Linked DNA regions of Mus musculus: region 2 is linked to region 1. Evidence: chromatin contacts called from public Hi-C data. All regions are on one chromosome and are shown on one strand. The core of a region is the stretch at or near the end of the contact, and the rest is flanking DNA. Distances in the headings are between cores, read along the strand shown. Region 1 overlaps 9530026P05Rik (RIKEN cDNA 9530026P05 gene). Region 2 has its middle 66 kb from the start of Gm22312.

Region 1 (5,045 bases), core at 1,201-3,700:
GGACAATACAAGGTGCTACCCTCTCCTCAGCTCAGAGTGAAGATGGCTCCATGGCTGCTGTAGAGAGCTGATACCCAATTCCAAGCAATTTCTCTTTTGATTTAATTGTTTCCTTCCTTCCTTCCTTCCTTCCTTCCTTCCTTCCTTCCTCCCTCCCTCCCTCCCTCTCCCTCTCCCTCTCCCTCTCCCTCTCCCTCTCCCTCTCCCTCTCCCTCTCCCTCTCCCTCTCCCTCTCCCTCTCCCTCTCCCTCTCCCTCTCCCTCTCCCTCTCTAACAGACTTTTACTAAATATCCTGCCTCAGCCTCCTGAGTGCCAGGATTACAGGCACGTGCTCTCAAGTTCAGTTTGGTTTATTATGGTTTTGTATGTAACGTATATTGTGTTAAAATAATTTTGTTAAACATTCAAGTAATTGCCTTTATAGAAAAGAGTTTTCTAAGAGAAAACCAGAAACCTCACTGAACTTCAGGGGTGATTGTGGAAGTACAGGCAGAATCAGGAAGGAAGGAAGGAAGGAAGGAAGGAAGGAAGGAAGGAAGGAAGGAAGGCAGGCAGGCTCTTCACAGAGACAGTTTCCTATATAGCAGTCCCTGCTCTCAGTGTTATGTACTACACTGAGCTGTGTAACATTATCAATCATAGAATGTTTTCCAAAAAACTGTCAATTTTATGGGTTTAGCATAGCATGCTCTTTCACTAGCATATCTGGAATTATCAAAGTCTTCATGAAAAGACAGATTCTGTGGAGGGTCTTAAACTCTGCATATTACATTGGCACACAGGAAGGTGAGACCAGTAGAAAGAAGGAGGTGTCCCAACAGCAGCCGCAATGCCAGTGCTTTTTAAGTGTATAGACTGTGACAGGAACTGCATTCTGCATATATCCTCCCTTCATTCTTACTGCAACCTTGATGACGTTGCTCTTCCAATACTGGAATTAAAATGACCAGCTTCGGAGCAGTAAATACAACAATGGAGATCACACAGTTCCAACCCTAAAGCACCCACTCACCATCCTGCTTTGTCAAGAACTGAGCTGTTTCTAGGGTACAGGGCTTGTGTTTTTCAAACAGTAGTTGTGACCACATTCAGGGCAAGTTGAACAACCCTGAGCCAGAATTCTATGGCAACTGGCAGCCCTTCCCCATCAGCCTGAAGAGGTCTATTCTCTAAGCATAAAGCACACATGACAGGGCTGGTCACCTTCCAGTTTTTCAAGCCTTCTCCTTGCTGACCTGGCCAACAAGAATACTTGTTGGCTGTGAACGGTCAGAACATACACAATTAAGTACAAGTGAAGGTGGGGACCATGTATATTTGACAAAAGGGTCTTCAGAGAACTCTTTGATGTCTACATCAGGGGTTTCTAACCTGAGATAGAGGGTGAGGGGCATCCATGAATTTGAAGGGGAAGATTGCATCTATCATGACTTATACCCATATTTACCCCAAATTACACTTCCTTCTATTGTAATGTAGAGAATAAGCCACAGCGGCGTTAGCTTTACTTGTGGCTACTGTCCTGCACATCCAACATTTATAAGTTGTCGATATTTATAGCATAGCTCTGTTTGTTGAAGTACTTCAAACTGTCAATTAAATGTGTCACCATTATAAAATTACTGCAACTATCAGACTGATGCTGGCCCTCAGTTGAATACATTAGTGACATACATGAGCTAACTCACCTGTTTGGGGGAGAAAGGATTTTTGCTAACACGAATTTTAATGTAATTAGTTTTCTTTGCAATTTTGTGCTCCTTGTTTTATTATGCCAAAATACTATTTTTACGAAGGAATCTATATCCTGTAAAAGATCGCAATATCACGCTTCAAATCAAGGAGAGGCACGCATTCAGCCTTTGATTCCCAGTGACATTGTCTTGCACCTTGGCTCTCCACTCATCCAACATGTCTGCAGAGGGTGAACCTCCTCCATCCCCACTAGAGACTCCCACTGCGGTCACTGGGAGGTGTTGGGCCCCAGACAACAGAACTGAGGAAAGACCCATTCAGTACCTAAGAGGGGAAGGACAAGGTTTCAAGAACTCTCCTGTAACTCGGTCCAGTCCAGCATTCCTTTCTGGGCATTTCTCCCTTTTGCTAACCAGTTGTGAGAGTCCTTTTGTGAATAACATATCTGGATTAGTTTGCTGAACAATTGCTTTGGCTCAGTTAGCCTCTGATTGTCCTTGCTTTTGTGAGTCAAAAAGCCTTAATCTTATTTGAATGCAATTTAATTCCCTAGAGATCTGAGTCTTTAGTCCTCCCGGTTTATAAAGTGAGGGCTTAGAGCATTTCCAGGGGAGGTGACAGGGTGCTCCTTTCAAGCTGGGTCAATCTACCAAGGAAATAATTAGATAAACGCAAACTCCAATCCAGAGAGGAGGAGGAAAAGAATTTCTCCACAAATTACTTTTAGGACATCTAAGTGGAATTGAATTAGGATGTCAAGGGCCAGAGAGCTCTCAGGAGGTCATGTGATCTAGTACGCTGTTACTGGGCAAGAGCACAGATGGGCAAGTCAAGCTTTCATTTAAAAGGCCTGAGAGTGAGAATCGAACATTTTACCTAGGCACCAATGCGGGTCTTGCAAGATAGGCTAGGGGACTTTGTGGAATTCAAGGGATACTCAGTAAAAAATGCAATATAATTAATTAATCAGTCTTTAAAGATTTATTTATTTTTATTTTATATGTGTGTCTTGACTTTCTGTTTGCCTGTGAATGCCTGGTACTCACTGAAGCCAGAAGAGGGCATCATATCCCTGGAACTGGAATTAGAGATGGTTAGCTGTGGTATGGGTGCTGGGAATTGAACCTGCGTCCTTTAAAAGAATAGCCAGTGCTTGTAACCTCTGAGCCATCTCTTCAGTCTCAGTCATTAAACAGGTTTATAATTAAATGCTTGTTTATTAAAACCCTGCTATATGTCAAAGACTATCTTAGGCATTAGAGTCATATCTGTCAATTTATATTCCAGTGAGTGAAGGGAAGAATAACTAATAAGATAGTTGAAGGGTTTGTTAGACATCAGTGTATTTATTAAAAATGGAAAACATTGGATCAGGAATGAAATAATGGATTCCATGTGTTATACATGTATAAAGATAGGTGGATGGATAGATAGATGGATGGATAGGTATGTAGGTAAATAGATAGATAGATAGATAGATAGATAGATAGATAGATAGATAGATAGATAGATAGATAGATTTCAAAAGAAGGATTTAAGTCGGGAAGGGAAATTAACTAAAAAGAGGGCCAGAAGAAGGTAGAGAGAATGGGGAAATGTGAACAACATAGATCATATATGTCTATGCAAAATTTAAAGAATAAGACATTGTTCCATTTTTAAAAAATAGCAGTATGTGCCAAGTCAGGTGTTTCTATAAACAAATAAGCATGGGGGTTTTCTATATGCTAAGAGTTTAAAATGGAACCTTCCATGATATTTTTCATAAATAATGTATGTAATATAGAGATATAATGCACATGACATTTTTGTTAGTCCCTTGTATACAGTGGGGTTGTTTGAGTATAATAGATTCAGACAGACTTTGGGCAAAATAGGATTTAGGGGTAGTAGTGGTGACAGAGTTCTCTTTGAAGAGTCTCATTCAGTAGAGAACACCTCTGCCCCCATCTTATCCATCTAGGTCTAGGCAGGGTGAGAGGAATAAAAGAAAACTTCAGCAAGAAAAATGGTAACATACTGCCCAGAGGGAAAAGACCAGTGCACCTGAATTAACAGCCTGAGCTAGGTCAGCAGGATGGATTTGGTTCAGGAAGAAGATATTGGAGAAGGAGTGTTATAGATCTCAGTGGCCGGCCATAACCCACTAGAATGACAGGGTTGCCTGGGTGGAGTCTGATTTTACATCTCATATGCACAGCTCTGAACCACACATGGTGTATGCTTCAGATGAATCACAAATACGAAGTTACACACTGTCTAGTGGGTATGTCATGAACTGTACCACACAGGGCTGTGTAAGCACATTAAATGGTGGCCACATAACACCACAGCACCATCACCTATGCACCACTTCTCAGAATTTGTCCCTGTTACCAAGCAATTCATGACTATGTTGTGCTTTCTCTAACAAGTTACTAATTTATTTGAAAGTGAACAGACTACACACACAAAAATGGTAAAAATCTTTATAAGAAACATGTAAGTAGATTCTTGGACAGTACGTAATCTCTGCGTAGAAAATGTTTACCTTACGGATAGTCCTCCGATAGTAGGCAGAAAGCAAAGCATGAGCACAGACAGCTTCAGAGCCTTCTTCTTAAGCAGAACAAAAGCACAGTGCACTTGACTTTGGCCTTATCACCCCCCCCCCCACCCAGTGTTGCTTTGGTTAGGACTTGCCCATCCACCTATATAGTCTAGCTTTGACACAAGACCTTTTTAACCACAGAGCAAAACCTGGTCCCATTCAAGCTAAAAGCCATAATCTATTAAATTTTGCTGTAATGAGCCTAAGAGCATGATTACATTCACTTCATTTCCAAAAACCTTCTCATGTGAGACCTAAGAATGCAGCACCTGGTCATTCAGCTTGAGCAGCTCAAACACTTGATTCGTCCCCCTGGGCTTCTCCTAGTATGAAGGCTGTGTCTGTTAGCCACATGGACTCCTCTGTGCATTCTACTTCCAATCTCAGTACTGTGTTTCTCTTCTCATGGAGCTTCTTCTGGGGCAGAAATCCCCTGGGCTTCAAGGAATCGTGCTTGCTTTGGATGTCAACGTGATGCAGGTGTGTGGGGATTTAAAGGCAGAGTCTGAATATGAGATAAAAATGGATTCAAATATGATAGGCCAGAGAGACTTACTTTTTATAGCCAAATGAATTAGTGACATATTTGGACATATGGGATTCACATTATGTCTAGTTTTCTTCAGTATTCTTGGTGGGAAAACTGTAGCAAGAGAAATGATTTTCTATTCCCTTATGGTTTTACTTATGCAGGGGAGAGTTACCAATCAACATTTGGTCCTCACATCAATGGCCTGTTTCGGTTAACTAGCTGCACGG
Region 2 (5,455 bases), core at 2,712-5,211, 350 kb after region 1:
TACCTTGAAATGACAAGGTAGAGAGAAATGGTGACAAGGTGCAGAGACACACAGGGAGAGAGAGAGAAGTTGATCTATTAGCCCTCAGAACAGAAATGCTCAAGATAGAGTATGGCTTTCGAAGCCTATAGTTTAGACATCTACATGACATAACTACATTCGGTTTTCCTCCCTGTCTCTACTCTGTCTTCCATTCTGTTCATGTGATCAGTACCACAAAAATCAAGGCTCTGATATAACCAGGTGAAGAGAAAGCGGATGTGAAGTTTTATTGTGCCTCATTGGATTCCACTGAACAATTCATTCATTATTTCTCTCACAGAGTTGCTTTCTGATGACAATCACTGATGATAGCACCCTGGTTTGGTGACATCATTTCACAAGCATATGTGTCTTTATAGTCTATTTCTCCAAAAGCAACCAATAAAATCATGATTACTAATTCCAAGAAGCATGAAGAGCCATCTTGGGCTTTCTTCTAGTCTAATAAGAGAGGTCACGAGCTGTGTCTCCTAAGCTATAAAGGAAAGTCTCCAAGGAAGCAGAAGAAACAGCAGCCTCTCAAGCAAGCTGCAGCCTCCACTGCAAAGTACACATATCTCAGTGCCCTTTAGGGTCCTCATGTCATTTCAATCTCTTCTTCTATGTGTACAAGAATAGAGACGATTTTGGGCAAGTCTCTCCTATAGGCTGGGCAAATATGAAAACATACAAACTTCCCAATGCCAAGTTCATCACAGCCCAGTGAGACAGGCCACCAGCATATTGCAGAATAACATAAATGTAGACTGAGCAGGCTGGAACTTTTAGCCAACATATCTTAATTTTGAACAAATACCATCTATCCAGACTCTGTGAGTTTAAATCTTGGTTCCATCAGTTATCGATACTATTGCTTCAGGCAAGTCACTCAACTTTCCTTTGCCGTGTTTTCTCTGACCATAAAATGCAATTGACATGATTTTATCATCACTCCTCCATAACATTTTACATGCTTTTCTGCAAATGAATATAATTAGTGCTATGCCCTCCTTACTCAGCTGCCTCTGAGGACTCCATGACAGAGTCCACCAAGCATCAGGATAGAAATATATTCCTTGCCACAGTAGGTCATGGTTGTAGTTCACAGGGTTTATAGCTGGGTAAGACTCTTGATGACTCTGTCCCTCCAGCAGCCTGCATAGCACCTTCTAGTGTTACATAAACTGCTCTGCAGGGAAAAAGCTTCCCAGTCAGTACCAACTTGATATCTCCATGTTCTGTGACCAAAGTATATAGCATCATCAGCAATAGGGTCTTACTCTCAAGTTCCAGTGGGCAACTGTCGTAGTTAGGGTTTCTATTTGCTATGAAGAGACACCATGACCATGGCAACTCTTACACATACAGTAGAGGACTTCTGGGTCTGTGTTCATTCAAAGATGATGCACCTAACCCTCAAGAGATTGGAGGATCCACGAAGTTTAGAGGTCAGGTGGGGTGGGAGGTGGGGATATCCATGTGGAGACAGGGGGTTGAGGAGGAGGTATGGGATGTGGAGCAGTTGGAGGGTGGGTGGGGGGGGGGGATAAAATATGGAGTGTAGAAAATAAATTAATTTTAAAAATAAAAAAAAAAGAAAACATTTAATTGGGGCTGGCATGTAGTTCTGAGGTTCAGTCCATTATCAGCCTGGCAGGTAGCATGGGGGCATGAAGGCAGACATGGTACTGGAGTGTTGACTGAGAGTTTCCCATTGGATCAGCAGGCAGCAGAAAGAGAGAGTAAGCCACTGTAGCTGGTTTGAGCTTCTGAAACCTCAAAGCCCTCCCCACAGTGACAAACTTCCTCCAACAAGCCCATACCTGTTTCAACAAAGCCAGACATTCAAATAATGTCATACCCTGTGAGCCTATGGGACCATTTTCATTCAAACCACCACAGCAATGCCAATAGCCTGCATTGTTTGTGGACTCTCCAGGATATCCTGTGACCAACAACTTGACGGGAGGCATCCCATGCCTGGCACTGGACATTTTGTTTGGTAATCTGTAGCTCCTGGAAGGAGCACCCATCTATGCATAGGATAGCTCCAATTAGACTCATGTTAAGCTTACAAACTACTAAGTTTCCACACAACATTTTCAAATACCTTTAATGTTAGTTATCCTTCCCCTGACACTCTCCCCCACCCTACCTTCCCAGCCTCTCGGGCACACGCATGGGTACAACAGAGGCATAATGTTATAGAGTACTCACCAACTTCTGATTGGCTTTAAGGCCTGATCTACAGAAGGAAGCACATGCCTGGTACTGTAAATCTAACCAAGAACTCATGGCTGAGAAGTCCATAAGTGAACCTACCTTTATTATTTTACTAAATGGACTTATTAATAAAATGCCCTGTAAATAGTTGGCTCTGTATCCATAGCTCAGTGCAACTCCCGGTGTTCATCAGAGAAGCTACTCTGTGCAGTAGATGGTGGTTAAGACAGAAACTCACGACTGGTCTAAGTGTAAGGGATAAGTGTCTATACTATAGGGTGCTTAGCCACAAATGGGACATCCATACACACCCCTTCCTGAGGGCTCAGGGACCACCATGAGAAAAGGACAGAAGGATTGTAAGGGCCAGAGATCAGAGTGGACTTCAACAACACAGCGCAGCATTCTCTGGACATGACAGGATCAATGTACTCATAAACTCACGGAGCTGTTGGTTGCTTCCATGAGACCTCCACAAGATCAGGCCAGTTCTGGCATGGAGTGGGGGTAGGCTCATGAGCCCCCTCTAGCTGAGGAGATATTGATAGTTGATTGTTTTTTGTTTTTGTTTTTGTTTTTTTTTGAGAGGGGGAGTCAGTTTTTTTAAGGGTGTGCCTCTAGTAGGTTACCCATACTTCAATGGATGACCCCACACCCATGAATATAAGATCAGCACAAATTGGACTTTGTGGGTATTTTTTAAGAAATATAAATCTGGGAAGGGGTTAGAGAGTGGGTCTGAGAGGGTAGGAGAGATGATCAAAATACACTGATGATCAAAATGTGAATGATCAAAATACATTGTATGAAGGTATTAAATTCCCAAAGAATTAATAAAAATACCATTTTTTAAAAAATAAGGAAATACAAACCAAAGTTCTCCATCCAGCCCAGGACCTAGTCACTGTGTTACCCTGGGCAATCAGTGTCATGGTAGTCACCTGGCCACCTACAGGATGGGGGAGCTAAAGCAACCATCCCCAATGTCCCTCCTGCTTTCTTCTAAGAATACCTCCAAATCCGACAAGTATTTTAACATCAGGCTTGAAGTAACTGCAGTCATGGAAAACCTAAGAGTCCTTTGTTACATAAAGAAACTGCCAGGATAATAGGAAATACAAACCGCTTGTATAAACGTGGCTAAAAAAGAAAACTTAAGAGAGAGACCTCTTAGCAAGGCTTTAGAAAGACTCTGAGATAATATCCTGAGAGGATATAGCTTCTCATTACCATCTTTCGGTCCAAACAGCCAAAGAATGAGGCGTTTCCCTCTGGTCCCCTGGTCCCCTGGTCCTCTGGTCCTTGCCGTGAGTGCTCCTCCCCAGCCTTGTTTTCCTGTATTGGATAACTAGTAACAGCTTCCTTGGCCTAGCCGTCAGCTGGCTTGTGATTTATAAAACAGACTCCAAAGCAACCTTTGCCTTGCTGGACACTGAGAATTAGGCTTTCTGTACCTTATAGCATTCTGAGGGAGTCTTAACCTGATACTTAGCTGATACAGAATACTGTGTCTGTGTAAGGCAGAATAGTCCTCAGCCTGCCACAGAGCCAGGTCCTTGGCATGCCAGGAAATAGATGCTTTTTGTTCAGGAACAAATCACTGCCCAGACCTCTCCGCAGAAGCAAATGTCATCCTGTCATTATTTTCTCCCTGACCTGTGCTCGGGGCACAAATGCATTTCCCAGCAGTATCAAGCACTGTTCTCTGGAAGCTCCATCCTGCAGCCTCCCTATCCGTGATAGGGATGGGGGAGGGGACTCCCGGCACTGCCATGGAGTATGTGCCCTCTTTTGTGTGCCTAATTGTCCATGTAAAAAGCACGAAGGTAATTACTGGGGCAAAATCCACACAGGAATGTCAGTGGGTGTATTATCTCGTAGTCCAAAGAAATAGTGGGGAGTGGAAATAGCTTTTGAGCACGTACAATTCGTCAGTTCTCAGGTGTCAAATTAAATCCAAATAAGAGCCGTGGAGAATGCAGGCTTCTATTCCCATGTTATGAAGCCAATTGCCCAGTGCCTCCCCTGGCACATTAGTTAGTTTTTCATTACAGTATTCAAAATAAGTCACATAAAAAAATTAAGGGAAGAAGAATTCACTTTGACTCACAGTGTCACAGGGATCAAAGGACAATCCTTTGGACCTCCACACGTAGGAGCATATCATGGTCATGTGAACATGTGGTAGAAGTGTTTCTTTGCCTCATTTTGGATGGGAAACAGAAAGAGGGAGACAGGAAAGGGGCAGGGACAAGATACCCCAAGAACCTGCCCCAGTGATGATATACTACCTCCAACTGGGCCTGTATTCTAAAGATTCCAGAACTCCCCCCCCCCCCCATAGCTCCACCAACTGGGAACTAAATGTTCAACAACTAAGCTCTTGTGAAACTAAGCATTTCATCCCCAGATATTACAGTCATATAGCTACTACTGAGCTGAAATCCAGGTCCAGATTTGCTTATTTTTCAAGCCTGAGTTTCTTTCCTTGCTCTTGGAATACCCACATACCACTTGATGTTCCCGAGAACACATGCACGATTTCCTAGTTTTTACACCGATGAAGTTTCCAACATGATGGGTAGGGCTTTCCCTATAAGTGTGTCATAAGTAAGTTTTCTTTAAGAAGAACCTGAAATTTTAAAGCATCTTGCTTACTTGAAAAGACAGATCACAGGCCACATTACAAACAAAATAGCTCCCCCTAGAGTTTCCACTCGGTGAACATTCAGACTTCAGGAAGTCAGGGTTGGAAGAAAAGCCCCTGGTCAGATGTTTTGCAAGGTGTGCGTTGCCTCTTATTGGAGAATGATTGTCATTCCATCTGCTAAGAGAGGTTTTGCTACTACTGTTCAGGACATCCCTTCCACACTTAGCAAACTTTCTTTAGTGTCCACAACAATTATGGGGGGTCAGGGGTTGAGTGTTGAGGAGATCGCCGTGCTGAGTCTAGTGCGGGCGTTGGATTTGACCTACTCTAGACGTGCTTTCTGGCGGCAGAATTCCCTTCAGGCTTCCAGCGCGTATCTGGCAAACGAAACCACTGTCAGCCATCCAAGCGCTGAGATTCCTTGGTGACATCACTAGGCCCTGCGCCCATAGCCTCCCCTCGCAAAGCTGTGCGTCAGCATCACCTCAGGGACACTGGGCCAACGTGTGCTCCCATGGGTCTACAGCAAGGGAACACAGTTCATGATGCAAAGGCTGACGG

The links. A called contact is a pair of places that touch in the nucleus more often than the background predicts.
Region 2: a Hi-C map of the N1E-115 cell line shows a contact between it and region 1, with 5 times the contacts expected there. The contact joins two enhancer-like sites. A contact is called at or near these places in 7 of 484 Hi-C or Micro-C datasets (the AML12 cell line, the N1E-115 cell line, cerebral cortex and 3 more) and 2 of 115 datasets of contacts at active chromatin or transcription factors (cardiomyocytes and heart atrium).

What each region holds. Positions count from the first base shown.
Region 1 is chr6:93,092,846-93,097,890 of GRCm38.p6, forward strand. All of the region lies in intron 1 of 9530026P05Rik (RIKEN cDNA 9530026P05 gene), which reads left to right. Among named protein-coding and RNA genes, the nearest start is that of Gm38863, 99 kb to the right of the region's middle. Within about 2 kb of position 2,451, at least 6 of the 459 cell types and tissues checked have an H3K27ac peak or open chromatin away from gene starts, as enhancers often do. A contact at or near this core is called in the N1E-115 cell line, where this site is marked.
Region 2 is chr6:93,440,395-93,445,849 of GRCm38.p6, forward strand. No RefSeq gene overlaps it. Among named protein-coding and RNA genes, the nearest start is that of Gm22312, 66 kb to the right of the region's middle. Within about 2 kb of position 3,962, at least 45 of the 459 cell types and tissues checked have an H3K27ac peak or open chromatin away from gene starts, as enhancers often do. A contact at or near this core is called in the N1E-115 cell line, where this site is marked.